2 separate regions of the Mus musculus genome follow, and region 1 is linked to region 2. The links are chromatin contacts, called in public Hi-C maps. All regions are on one chromosome and are shown on one strand. The core of a region is the stretch at or near the end of the contact, and the rest is flanking DNA. Distances in the headings are between cores, read along the strand shown.

The links. A called contact is a pair of places that touch in the nucleus more often than the background predicts.
Region 1: a contact with region 2 is called in a Hi-C map of adipose-derived mesenchymal stem cells, with 2.4 times the contacts expected there. The contact joins two enhancer-like sites. A contact is called at or near these places in 6 of 484 Hi-C or Micro-C datasets (the C2C12 cell line, adipose-derived mesenchymal stem cells, cortical neurons and 3 more), 2 of 115 datasets of contacts at active chromatin or transcription factors (embryonic fibroblasts and embryonic stem cells) and 1 of 9 other capture datasets (embryonic stem cells).

Annotation. Positions count from the first base shown.
Region 1 is chr14:117,928,244-117,933,851 of GRCm38.p6, reverse strand. The region is part of intron 6 of Gpc6 (glypican 6); the gene reads right to left. Among named protein-coding and RNA genes, the nearest start is that of Gm52110, 21 kb to the right of the region's middle. Within about 2 kb of position 3,106, at least 140 of the 459 cell types and tissues checked have an H3K27ac peak or open chromatin away from gene starts, as enhancers often do. A contact at or near this core is called in adipose-derived mesenchymal stem cells, where this site is marked.
Region 2 is chr14:117,518,178-117,524,004 of GRCm38.p6, reverse strand. All of the region lies in intron 3 of Gpc6 (glypican 6), which reads right to left. Among named protein-coding and RNA genes, the nearest start is that of Gm52111, 260 kb to the left of the region's middle. Within about 2 kb of position 4,199, at least 25 of the 459 cell types and tissues checked have an H3K27ac peak or open chromatin away from gene starts, as enhancers often do. A contact at or near this core is called in adipose-derived mesenchymal stem cells, where this site is marked.

The DNA of each region.
Region 1 (5,608 bases), core at 1,857-4,356, 410 kb before region 2:
GTTGTTGTTGGTAGCGTGTGCATGTGTGTATGGTGTGTGTGTGTATGTGCACATGTGTGCATGCCTGTGTGTTTCCAACCAAAACAAGTGATTTCTGCATGAAGCCAGTTAAAATGAGAGAAAACAGGAAGGAATGTGTGATGCGGTGAGTGGATGGGTCAAGGCCTTAAGAAGGTGATCTTCATATTCAACGTCTCATGTGGATAGGGTCCTCTTGGGCTTGGAAAGTATTTTGCAATCATTGAAACGGAAGTGCCTAGGTTACAGAGGTAGGCACTATTGCGAGAGGAGTGGGTGGATCCCAGCAGATCCCACAGGACTGGAAAACCTACGTGAGCAGAGAGAGCTCATAAGACTGAATTGCCTGTAGTTTGCAGCAGCTAGACCTTTTTCCATTGAATATCCATGGAAGGTGACAGAACTGCCCAGGTGAGGACAAAAAGGAATGGAATGATTCTGGGGGTACCGCCCAGCTGAGCGGTGGTCTGGCTGCTAATGACCGAGAGATAGGCATGGTGCTGGCCACACCTGTCACAAGCTAGCTAGCTAGCACCTCTACAGCACACTTTGCACTTCAGTTAGCTGCAGCTTCTTAGAACTGCTTTCCTCTCAAGACTCCCCGCTTGCTCAAACCTTTGCCCATGCTACTGAGAAGTATTTTTTTTAATATTTATTTATTTATTATATGTAAATACACTGTAGCTGTCCTCAGACACTCCAGAAGAGGGAGTCAGATCTTGTTATGGATGGTTGTGAGCCACCATGTGGTTGCTGGGATTTGAACTCCTGACCTTCGGAAGAGCAGTCGGGTGCTCTTACCCACTGAGCCATCTCACCAGCCCCGAGAAGTATTTTTTTAGTATGCTGAGAGAGATGTCTTTCCTTTCTCCCTTTCCACATCCTCTTCATCCTTCCACGCAAAGATTCTGCAGGCCGAGAGAAGCTGGGGAGTAGGCTGGGCTGAAATTTTTCATCCATCCGTATGTTCTACCATTCCTTGTACTCTTCTGGTTAAAAAGGATAAAGTAGAAGGATTGAACAAGGGCAAGTCCTCCCATTAGTATGTAGAGAAGGATGGTCTCGACCAATCACCTTATAGTGGAGGATAGCCTCACCCAATCACTACAGAGTGGAGGAAAACCTCAACCAATCACTTTATAGTGGGGGTTGGCCTTAACCAATCACCACGTAATGGAGGATAGCCTCAACCAATCACCATGTAGTGGAGGATGGCCCCTGACCAATCACCATGTAATGGAGGATGGCCCCGACCAATCACCATGTAGTGGAGGATGGCCCCGACCAATCACCATGTAGTGGAGGATGGCCCCGACCAATCACCATGTAGTGGAGGATGGCCCCGACCAATCACCATGTAGTGGAGGATGGCCCCGACCAATCACCATGTAGTGGAGGATGGCCTCGAACATGTGATGCTTATGCTTCTACCTCCCTAATGCTGGAATTTCAGGCACCACGCCTATTGTTTAGTCTACTGCCGAGCCACGCCCAGTCCCGTTCATAGTTCTAAGCTCAGGTTGCTTAGTATTCCCTGTCCAACGTGAACACTGTGTAAACAGTTGTTACACTGATTTAGGGAATAGCGATGAAGAGGTCCTCGTATGTTCGGAACAGTATGTTTTTTTTTTTTTAATTTTTTAATATTTTTTGATCCAGGGTCGGTGGAATACGTGGATGCTAATGTCTATGCTAATTAACAGCCCAAGAAGTTTAACTAGTGCTGTCAGGTGACTTGTTGAATTTTGAGCGTTTCAGACAATTTCTGGAATTTTAATTTTCAGTATGTGTGCTCCCTGCTCCAGGTCGAAGGGATAAGTGATGCTTTACGGAATTTGCGATGGCGCCGTCGAGAGAGGGATATATATGTTCTCACACTTGCCTTTTCCACAGGAACGTGTTAATTAGCAGAGAGGCCTCATTACACTCAGCAAGCAGGCTTTTTGCCGACCCAGATCTGGATTGTTTTATTTTATTTTTCTCTCCCAAATCCCCAATTGAGGAGAAGCATCTCGTTTTCTCCAGGGTCTGGGGATGAGGGAGGATGAAGCAATCTCCCGTTACAAACGCTCATGGTTTGTCACATAGTAAAGTTACGAAAAAACAAGGTTTGGGTAAAGATGTGGAAGTGGGTCTCTTGGCAGACTGCAGGGCTGTCTGGACAGATGCACTGGCTCCTGGTCCACAGCAGAGCAGCATCACAGAGAGCCTCAGCTCAAGAACGGCATGCTTCGTGATGGTGTGTGTGTGTGTGTGTGTGTGTGCCCGTGTGTGTGTGTGTGCCCGTGTGTGTGTGTGTGTGTGTGTGTGTGTGTGTGGCAGGAGCCCTGGATAGGCTTAGAAGGGAAACTGGCTTCCAGCTGTGCTCTGCCAATGTGCTGCAGTTTTATAGGACCAAGTGGGGAACATGGGAGACCTCGCGCTCCTCTCTTCGCTTCTGTGATGCCTCCTCAGGCCAAGACTAGCTGGAGCCCTTAGAGGCCTTGGATACACTGACTCATCAGGCTTCCAGGGTGGAGCAGGCTGGTGACAAGGGAGAATGACTTTTCAGGAGCACAGAGAAGCCACCAGCCCCATCTGCCTGTATGCAGTTTCGCCCTGGCTTCTTCGTTTCATACAACACAATCTTACTGCTGAGTAGCAGTGCTGAGTGTCTCAGCCTGAGGAGCGCAGGGAGTGGCCCAGGGAGCTGTAGGCCAACCCAATCCCCTTCCTGACAGCATTGCCAGACTGCCTTCATCTGTTTCCTCAGCCTATTTCCTTAAAGGTGGAGCCATCTCCAGACCAACTGCCTACATACAGCCCTTACACCTTTCCTCAGCCTTGAGGCTCTGCAGAGAGGGCAAAAGCCACTCTTCAGTAAACACAGAGGAGCATAGAAGAAGGGCGCGCAGCATCCCAGGAAGCCCCAGCCTGCCACCACCGAACCCTGGTTTCCCACCTCTGGGTCTTGTTTTGCTGTCTATGTTTCTTTTCTTCTCCTTCCCTCGCCCTTTGTTCTCTGTTTCCAAGGCTTCCTGACTGTGTGGTTTAATTACCCGTCTGCCCTTGCCTCTTCGAAATCGTCTGGAATGTTTCTGAGACATCCAGTGCTGACTCAACCCCATCAGGGAAATTCATGAGGATACGCTACCAAGGATCCGATTCCCTTAGTAACAGCTCTTCACTGTTTCATGTCTGGTTATTTTTATTTAAATCTGAGACCGAGGGAGTTAGCGTGGTGGGCCGAGGTCATGGAGGGCAGCTCAGACCAGTGACCTAGCCACAGATTCACATTCTTTAGGAGCTTTTGTCATTTGAGCTGACCTCCCTATTCAGGCAAGGGCTGATTGCTATTCCTCTTGGTTTTGGGGGGGGGGATAAGGAAGCGAGTTCCCACCCCCCACCCCTAGGGAGATTGTGGTTGAGTGAATTAGAGGCTCAATCACGGGCCCAGATGTGCCATCTTAACTCCCTGGAGCCTCCCATCACTTTCCTATAGTTTTGTGTTCCCACAGAAGACACTGGGACTTCAGGAGCTGGTCTGTCTCAGAACCAGTGTGACATGGGACAGCTGTATAAAGCACTGCCTCCTGAGGATTCACTCTGGGCAGATTTGGTTCTCAGAAATTCTCATTAAGCAGAAGAATGCAGAGGGCTCGCTGGGGATCTGTGTCCCTAGGCGGTGTTTTATGGAAGCTTGGGGGAAAGTTGCCATCCATAGACTTTTTATTATTATTATGACTCTGTCTTTATGGGGCTCCTCCCACTCTTCACCTTTCTCCTTTGTGTTTCTGGTTTGAGTAGGTGCTGCTGGCCTTTTCTGTGAGAGAGCCGTGTGCTAATATGTGCGGGGTACAGGAAGTGAGTGCAGAAGGCACTGAAACATAAATGCAAACTCACCTGCTCCCTGCCCGGAAAGTCTGCGCTCTCTCTCTCTCTCTCTCTCTCTCTCTCTCTCTCTCTCTCTCTCTCTCTCTCTCTCTCTCTCTATGTTGGATATTTTCATTAATCATTCTCGAGTTCTATTTTGAGACAGGATCTCTTGGTTGGACCAGGAGCTAACTAACCAGTTGGGTTAGTCTGTCTGCCCCATGAGCCTCCTGCCTCCATTTCTCCAACTCTGGTGCTACATAGGTGCACATTTCCCCAGCTTACTTGCTGGGTTCTGCGGGATAGAACCCAGGTCCTCATGCACAGCTAGCATTTTACCAACCCAGCCATCTCTTCAGACCACAACCATTATGCTTTTTAAAAGTCACAGTCTACTAATGTCAGACACTCATGCACAGTTAGCCCTGTGCCTGAGAGGGTGACATTTGTCTGTGGATCTCTTGCCTACTGCCGACTCCTGTTCTGTATCCTCTCCTGTTTATCCTTCACCTTCTGCTGAGATATCAGCTTTTTCTTGTGTGTTTTCTAGCTTCCCAGACTGTCCTAGAAGATGCCCCACTGCCTCTGTGTACCAATTCTTCCTTCCAGGCACTTCCACAAGATGGATCTTTCATTCCATTCTGTATAGAACAGGGAGATCAATAGATATCTTACATACACATATATGTCTTTGAATTGTATCACTTTCTCCAAAAGACACAGTTAAGGCACATATATAAAAACATGTATATATAAGACATATAAAATTTTTACAGCAGGATCCACGGTGGGATGCCAGTGTGAATGCATAGCTCGGATGAGTGAGCCCTGTTCAAATTGCTCTGTGTGCTGTGGCTGCTCCTCCCCTTGGTTTTCTTTGTGTAGTACAGGGTCTTGCAATGTATCCCTGGTTGGTCTGTAACTTACTGTGCATATCAGGTTGGCCTTGAACTCCCAGCAATCCCCCTGCCTCTGTTTTCCCAGTGCTGAGGTTACAGGTGCCATGACCACAGTTAGTCTACTTTCCCCACTCTGACAAGTAGCCAGGCTCAGAGATGTTTCCCAGCACAGAGCTTCAACACCTGCCTGGAATCATCCTGGAACCATAGAGGACTTTTAAGAATACCAAGTCTGGACCAACACCCATGGAGAAATCGCTCCATCTGGAACACAACCTGAGCCTGTGGAATTTTTAGAAGTCCCAGGTGGTTGATCATAATATGTGGCCAAGACTGAAATACCCCGTAAGAGGAGTTGTCTCTGGTTTGGAGATGGGAGCTGGGATAGTGAGGAGGGAGATGCTAAGAGACTCAGCCACCAGGTGTGTGAAATTAGAAAGACCACATTCTCTAAGAAATAGAGAAGTTCCCAGCATATTCATATTTTTTTTTATTTGAAGAGCAGCAGGGCTTCAATCTCTGTGCTAAGCACACCAGTGAGAACAATTCTGCCACCACAGCTGCCAAAGAGAAACCGTTGAGCAACTTCTTGCCCTGGACTTTAGGAATCTTAATGAGATACCGAGTACCTTGGATGAACACAGCGTTAAAACCTAGAGGAGATAAAGACAGATTCATAAGGAATGTTTCCTCCAGACTGTGACAATGGCGTATGCCACTTGACTTAAATGCTTAGAAGCCTGTGACTAAGGAAGGTCTCTTGAATGAAGTGGCTTGTGAGTTAAACACTGAAGAAATGGCGTGTTGTGACTGAGAATCGAGTGGAAGGCCATCTAGGT
Region 2 (5,827 bases), core at 2,950-5,449:
TCTTCACTCTCCTGTGGTTTTATGATCATTACTCTGCATTTTACAATAAGACATCAACTGTACCAAAGGGAGACCTAAGGGTATGGAGTTATCATTCTATGGAAATTTGATTAAAGCGCAAAATGTGCCAAAATATAATATGTGCATTAGGTTCTATCATCTATATATTTATCTATCCATCGCTCCATCCATCTATTTTTTCATACAATATACCTAATCAGTTTCCCCTCCCCCACTTCATTCAAATCTTCCCCATCAACCAACCTTTATACCTTTCTGTTTAGAAATCAACAAATCAATTAATCAATCAATCAAACAAACAAACCCAGAATTTTAAAGGAAGAAAAACAAATTTATAAGAATACAAAATTGGAAATCATAACACACAAGCAAAAAACCAATAAGACAAAAGATGGTCCCAAAAGTAATATGAGACAAAAATTCTACAAAGCTTTCTTTCACATTAGCCATTTTCTGCTGATTGTGGGACATGCCTTTCAATATGCTTCATGAAGCTATTATTTTCTTTGCAACTGTTGTCTATTGGCTGTAGCTTCTTGGCTAGGAAGGGCCCATGCCCTCTTCCCCCTTTCAGTGCTGGAGACTGTCTGGCTTGAGTCTGTGCAGGCCCTGTGCATGCTGCCACAGTCTCTGTGAGTGCTCACATGCAGGAGTCCTGTTGTGTTGAAGATACTGTTTCTTTGCTGTCAGCCAACTCCTATGACTCTTACAATCTACCTTCTCTACCACATAGCTCGCTGAGCCCCAAAGGGAAGAAGGATTTGATAAAGACATCCCATGTACAACTGAACTTTCCAAAATCTCTCACTCTGCATGTTGTATTGTGAATCTCTTACACACTAGATTTTAAAGTCCTGGTGTAAAGAAAAACAAAAGCCATTTTCTCACTGATTGTTTTTAAAAGTGTTAATATGTGGATAACATAACATTTTCCGATATGATTAATTTTTTAAATTAATGTCATCCATTTCTTTAACTTTCTTGATTTGAAATGTTAAAATTACAAAAGTACCTTTTGTTAGGGTTCTGTTGGAAACTGCTGACCTGGATTTTGATGTCCTTGCTGACAAGATGGTGGAGTGTTCTTTGGAATCTCTGCACATCTTATGGTTGCTCGCTTTCTCAAACATGAGATATGAAGATCATGCATTCAACAAGGTGATCCAAGCTACATGCCAGAAGCCTAGCCGTACAGTTGGGGTTTTGCCAGGAGTCATTCATTTTATACAATACATTGGTTAGAGAAATTGTTTTTGGTAATTCACATTAAACTGTTTAAATTGATGCTAGGCTTTTTTTTTTTTTTGCAACATTGACATTAAAATTCTCAAATAAATAAATTGCCAGTTGCAGTAAAAAGAAAAGCAGATTTATACGTGAAGCATAAAATGTATAGAAAGAAAGATAAATATCACTATGTTAAAGCTCAAGGATAGTGGCTATAAATCTGCTGTAGTCCATGTGTTAATCAGATTTCTGGAGAAGCCAGCTTTCTAGCTTTTGACATGAAAGGCAAGGATTGAAAGGAACAGGTCTGATTCATGAAACCAAACCCTTGTAGAGAGTGAGGAATTGATGTAGCTTTAAGTATCCACAGAGGTGAGGAGATTGTCAACAAGTACACTTGACAGAGTCAAGAGTTTTCTTCCTTGCAAAGTCTTTGTGGGCACTGAGAAGGTAACACCTATGTAAGATAAGAACCTGATGTCCTGTCACCAACACTTGTGATTTCAATACATATTCACTCAAATATCCACCTCTCTCTCTCTCCATATATATATGTGTGTGTGTGTGTGTGTTGTGTGCATGCGTATATGTATATATATGAATATATGGGTATGTGTATATATGCATATATGTTATATATCACATATATGCATGTTATATGATTTTAGTTACCAGCACACAGATGTCCAACCTCAAGTTCTGTCTTAAGATTTCCCAAAGACAGGCAAACTTCATTCTGACTTACCTGTCTACATTATCATGATCATTATAGAATTCTCTCTCTCTGGACCACAGTTCTATCTCAGAATAAGGATCTAGAAATGGACTAATACTGTCTCTAATGGAGGAAAAGAATGAAACATTCTCTTTTTGGAAAATCCCAGTTATATATAGGATTTGAAAATGTAATACATATAAGGTAAGATGATCCGTTTTCTTTTTGTCCTTATTATTGTTATTAGAGTATTGAAACCTAGATCTTCTTATCCTTTATTAACAGTAACACTAGGCTTCATGAGATAGCATTTTTTCTATGTATGCATACAAAACTACTACATCATCTTGCCAAAATGTTTTAAAAGATGGCTGTACATTATAGATGGAAATGATGTAATCTATACCAGAAAAGTTCCATGTTTGGTGTGTGTGAGAGTGTGGAATATGCCCATATGTGTATGTATGTGTGAGCACATCTGTATGAATGTTTGAGGTGGCCAGAGAAGGGATGCCAGGTGTCCTGTTCTATCTCTCTCTGCCTTAGTCATTTGATACAGGGTTTCTCACAGAGCCTAAAGTTAAGCTGATAGCCACCAAGCTTCAGCAATCCTTCTGTCTCTACCCCCCTCCCCCAAATCTCTGGAGTAACAGGCATGCATGGTGATCACACCTAGCATTTTATATGGGTGCTGGGGTCATTGTGCAGCAAGAAGTCTTACTACTAAACTAACATCTCTAGCCACTTATACCCAGTATCATGAAAATAAATCGAGGAAGCCCTAGAAACTTGGCTGTGCTTGAGCTAAGTAAGTCACTGCCTCAGTTTCCATCCTGTTCTTTAAGGAAAACGTGAAGGAACAGTTCATTGTATGCTGAGGTTAAACTATTCGGAATATTGAGCTATGTTAATTAGGATGGCTCTTTGCCTATACTCTTATTATGCAGTTTACTTTAAGTTTACCCTGCAGTAGGGATGAAAATCAACTGGGCCACCACTGGAATTTGTGTTACTGATTACACGGGGTTATTACAATCCAGCCCTTTAATTACATGAGTCTGTTCAGGAAAGGAATGAAGGAACCAACTTCAACTAGCTTTCTAAACTTCTTTCCTATGTAAGAGTCTGTCTGACTGTCCCATTCCAAAGTCCGGTAACTTGGCTCATTTAACCACACACTTAGCTCTGACCTTCACCCCCTTTGATTTTCAGTTGAGTTTAACTGGCAGATACATCCAGGAGTGAAATTAGGTTGAATTCAGTCATGGACAAGAAAAATATATTCTGATGGTTTTAATCAAAATTCCTATTTATTGAGTGCTTACTCAGACATGGATTTGGTTAAGCTCCTGAATAACTCATGCCATTTAACAGTCAAGGTTATCCATGAGAATAAGTAATGGGGTTACTCTGTTTCTCCGAAGGAGGAAGCTGGGGTTAAGGGAAGTGACACAGCTTTGCAGAGTCCTATTTTACTGTGTGTTAGGCATAGAACTCCACAGTGGGGTCCTATTTCTGTTGAGAAAAGCTTAAAGGAACATTTCATTGTGCTCTCTTAAGGTAAACATCTTTGTATGCAGTTGCCTTTGCTTAATCAGAACAGAATGAGGAAGCAATCACCAAAGGGGCCTATCTTGTCACCTTGGTATTTCTGGTCAACCAGATTGCTTAGCCATAATGCCTGTTTTTATAGGAAAAGTGTATAATCAAGGGAACCTCAAAACCACTGACAATAGGATGGTCCTTGGGATGAAAAATGTGTCCTTCCTGATTGTGTAGAAGAAAATAAAATCCTTCTTTGCAGTCACAGCCATTGTCCTTTAAACGAAGACATCTGACTATGCGTTAGCATGGCCTTAGCTTTTAAAATACACGTTGTTTACATGGCAGTCATAACAATCCTTCCTTGGTCCCCATAAATGAGCTAGGAGACTGTATGTATTAGGAGCAAAGTCAGTGCATTCGATGCTGTCTTAGAGAAGGAGCTGCTTGTCCACATATTTCAGACACATTTGTCTGTTTCATACAGCACATCACGTAGGACAGTCTGTGGATAGAATCTTTCACTGCAGGTAATGCTGTTCAGATCCTTAGCTGAATATACAGTAAACAGCATTGCAGGAGAAGCTGCCGGGGAAACATATGGCCTTTGTCGACAGTGAAGCCTCTAAACTGTACAGCATCATTAACGATGGGCTCAGCAGATTCAAATACGGACCCACATGTGTTTCCAGAAGCCCCAGTGACTCACATGTTTGCCGTGGTTCGTGCCAACTGGTAGTGCCTTGCTTCTATTTAAAGGTATACAGGAAAACGGAGGGACTGCATGACATAAAATAATTGACATTCCTAGGAGAAGCAACAATATGCCTGCCCAAAGCTGGGATCTTATCATTTCAATGAGTCAGATCATTAAATTTGAATTATGGCCCATAACAATTCGCTAGGCTAAAGTTATGAAAAGCTGGTCTCTTGCCAGTAGAATTAAACCCATACCAGTTTATTTTCAGCCTGAATAGTCAAACATATGTGTCAGGAAGCAGCCTTCCCCTGTGCAATGAAGATGCAAATTGAAAGGTACAAGTTATAGCTCTAAGCAGTTTTTACCCTTATCTATGGGAAAATACAGATTATTAATATGTGAGTCACACGAGGCTCCTGACTCTCCTCTGCCTGGAGAGATGTTAGAATATTATGGGGTGGTGCATTACCTTTAATCTGCACACAAAAGTGTCCTTGGTGGCTTACACAACTATTTGTCTATTTCTAGCATATTCTTTGTTAGATGAATTGCTTGTGTGTTGAACATATTTAACCAGCTACTTACATACTTTCTAAACTTAATTTCACTGAGCTTGTTGTATGTGATCTTCAGAATGTCATATTCCAATAGTGTCCGGGTGCCTGACCATTCTCTCTCCACACCACATCTGGACTCATTCGTGTGGCCAGAGGGCTTCATTGGATTTGAACCTGTTCAACTACTGAGTCTACATTATTGAATCCATCATGGCTTCAACTTCCTAGATTAGAATGCTTGCAGATAGTTCAAGTGCCCTGATGCTAAAGAAGTGTAGGAATTCTCATCACAAAAATTTCTCTTGGCAACAGGTGTAGACCACTATATAAAACCATATATAGTTTTGTGTATAATCAAAACACAAAACTGTGGTGTTTAGTCCCAGGGAATATATCTACAAAATATTGCCATGCACAAGGCTCAGGAAACATTGTGGAATAGGAGGCCAAAAGATTTTAAGAGCCAGAAAATCTGGGAGTTTCCTGTGAGGTTGTGTCTCCTAGAAATATCAGAAGCTACCCATACAATGTCATGCCAACATGACTATCTCTAAACATAATCTGAACAGGGCAATAACAATACATGTTTCATAGAAGGGAAACCCAAGAGACATCAACTCTACATAAAGAGTGAGTTGACTGAACGGCAGTAAACACAAAGGGTAACTTACCTCATCAAGAGGGAAGGACAAGAACAACATAAGAGGGATGTGCCTTCCTTCTGACACATCCTCTCCTGGGATGACTATCAGGAGGTGCCACTGACAACCACCCTCAAGTGAGCAAATCAAGACAGCTCTGGTGAGGCTCCCCCACCAGGGGGTTGTAATTTGTGTCAAGCTGATAGTGACCAACCATACCAGAAACTTAAACAATTAATGGATATTCTTATCTTCTACATTTTTTTCCAAAAAAAAAAATAAAAGAAAGAAAAGAAATTGAGCAGATTATGGTGAGAAAATAGAATGAGAGGCAATAAGAATGCCAAGAGTGGGAGAAATAGTCTGCCCCAAGGAAGAGTGTTCCAACTGTTTAATCAGTATCAGATGGCCAGCCCTGCAAATG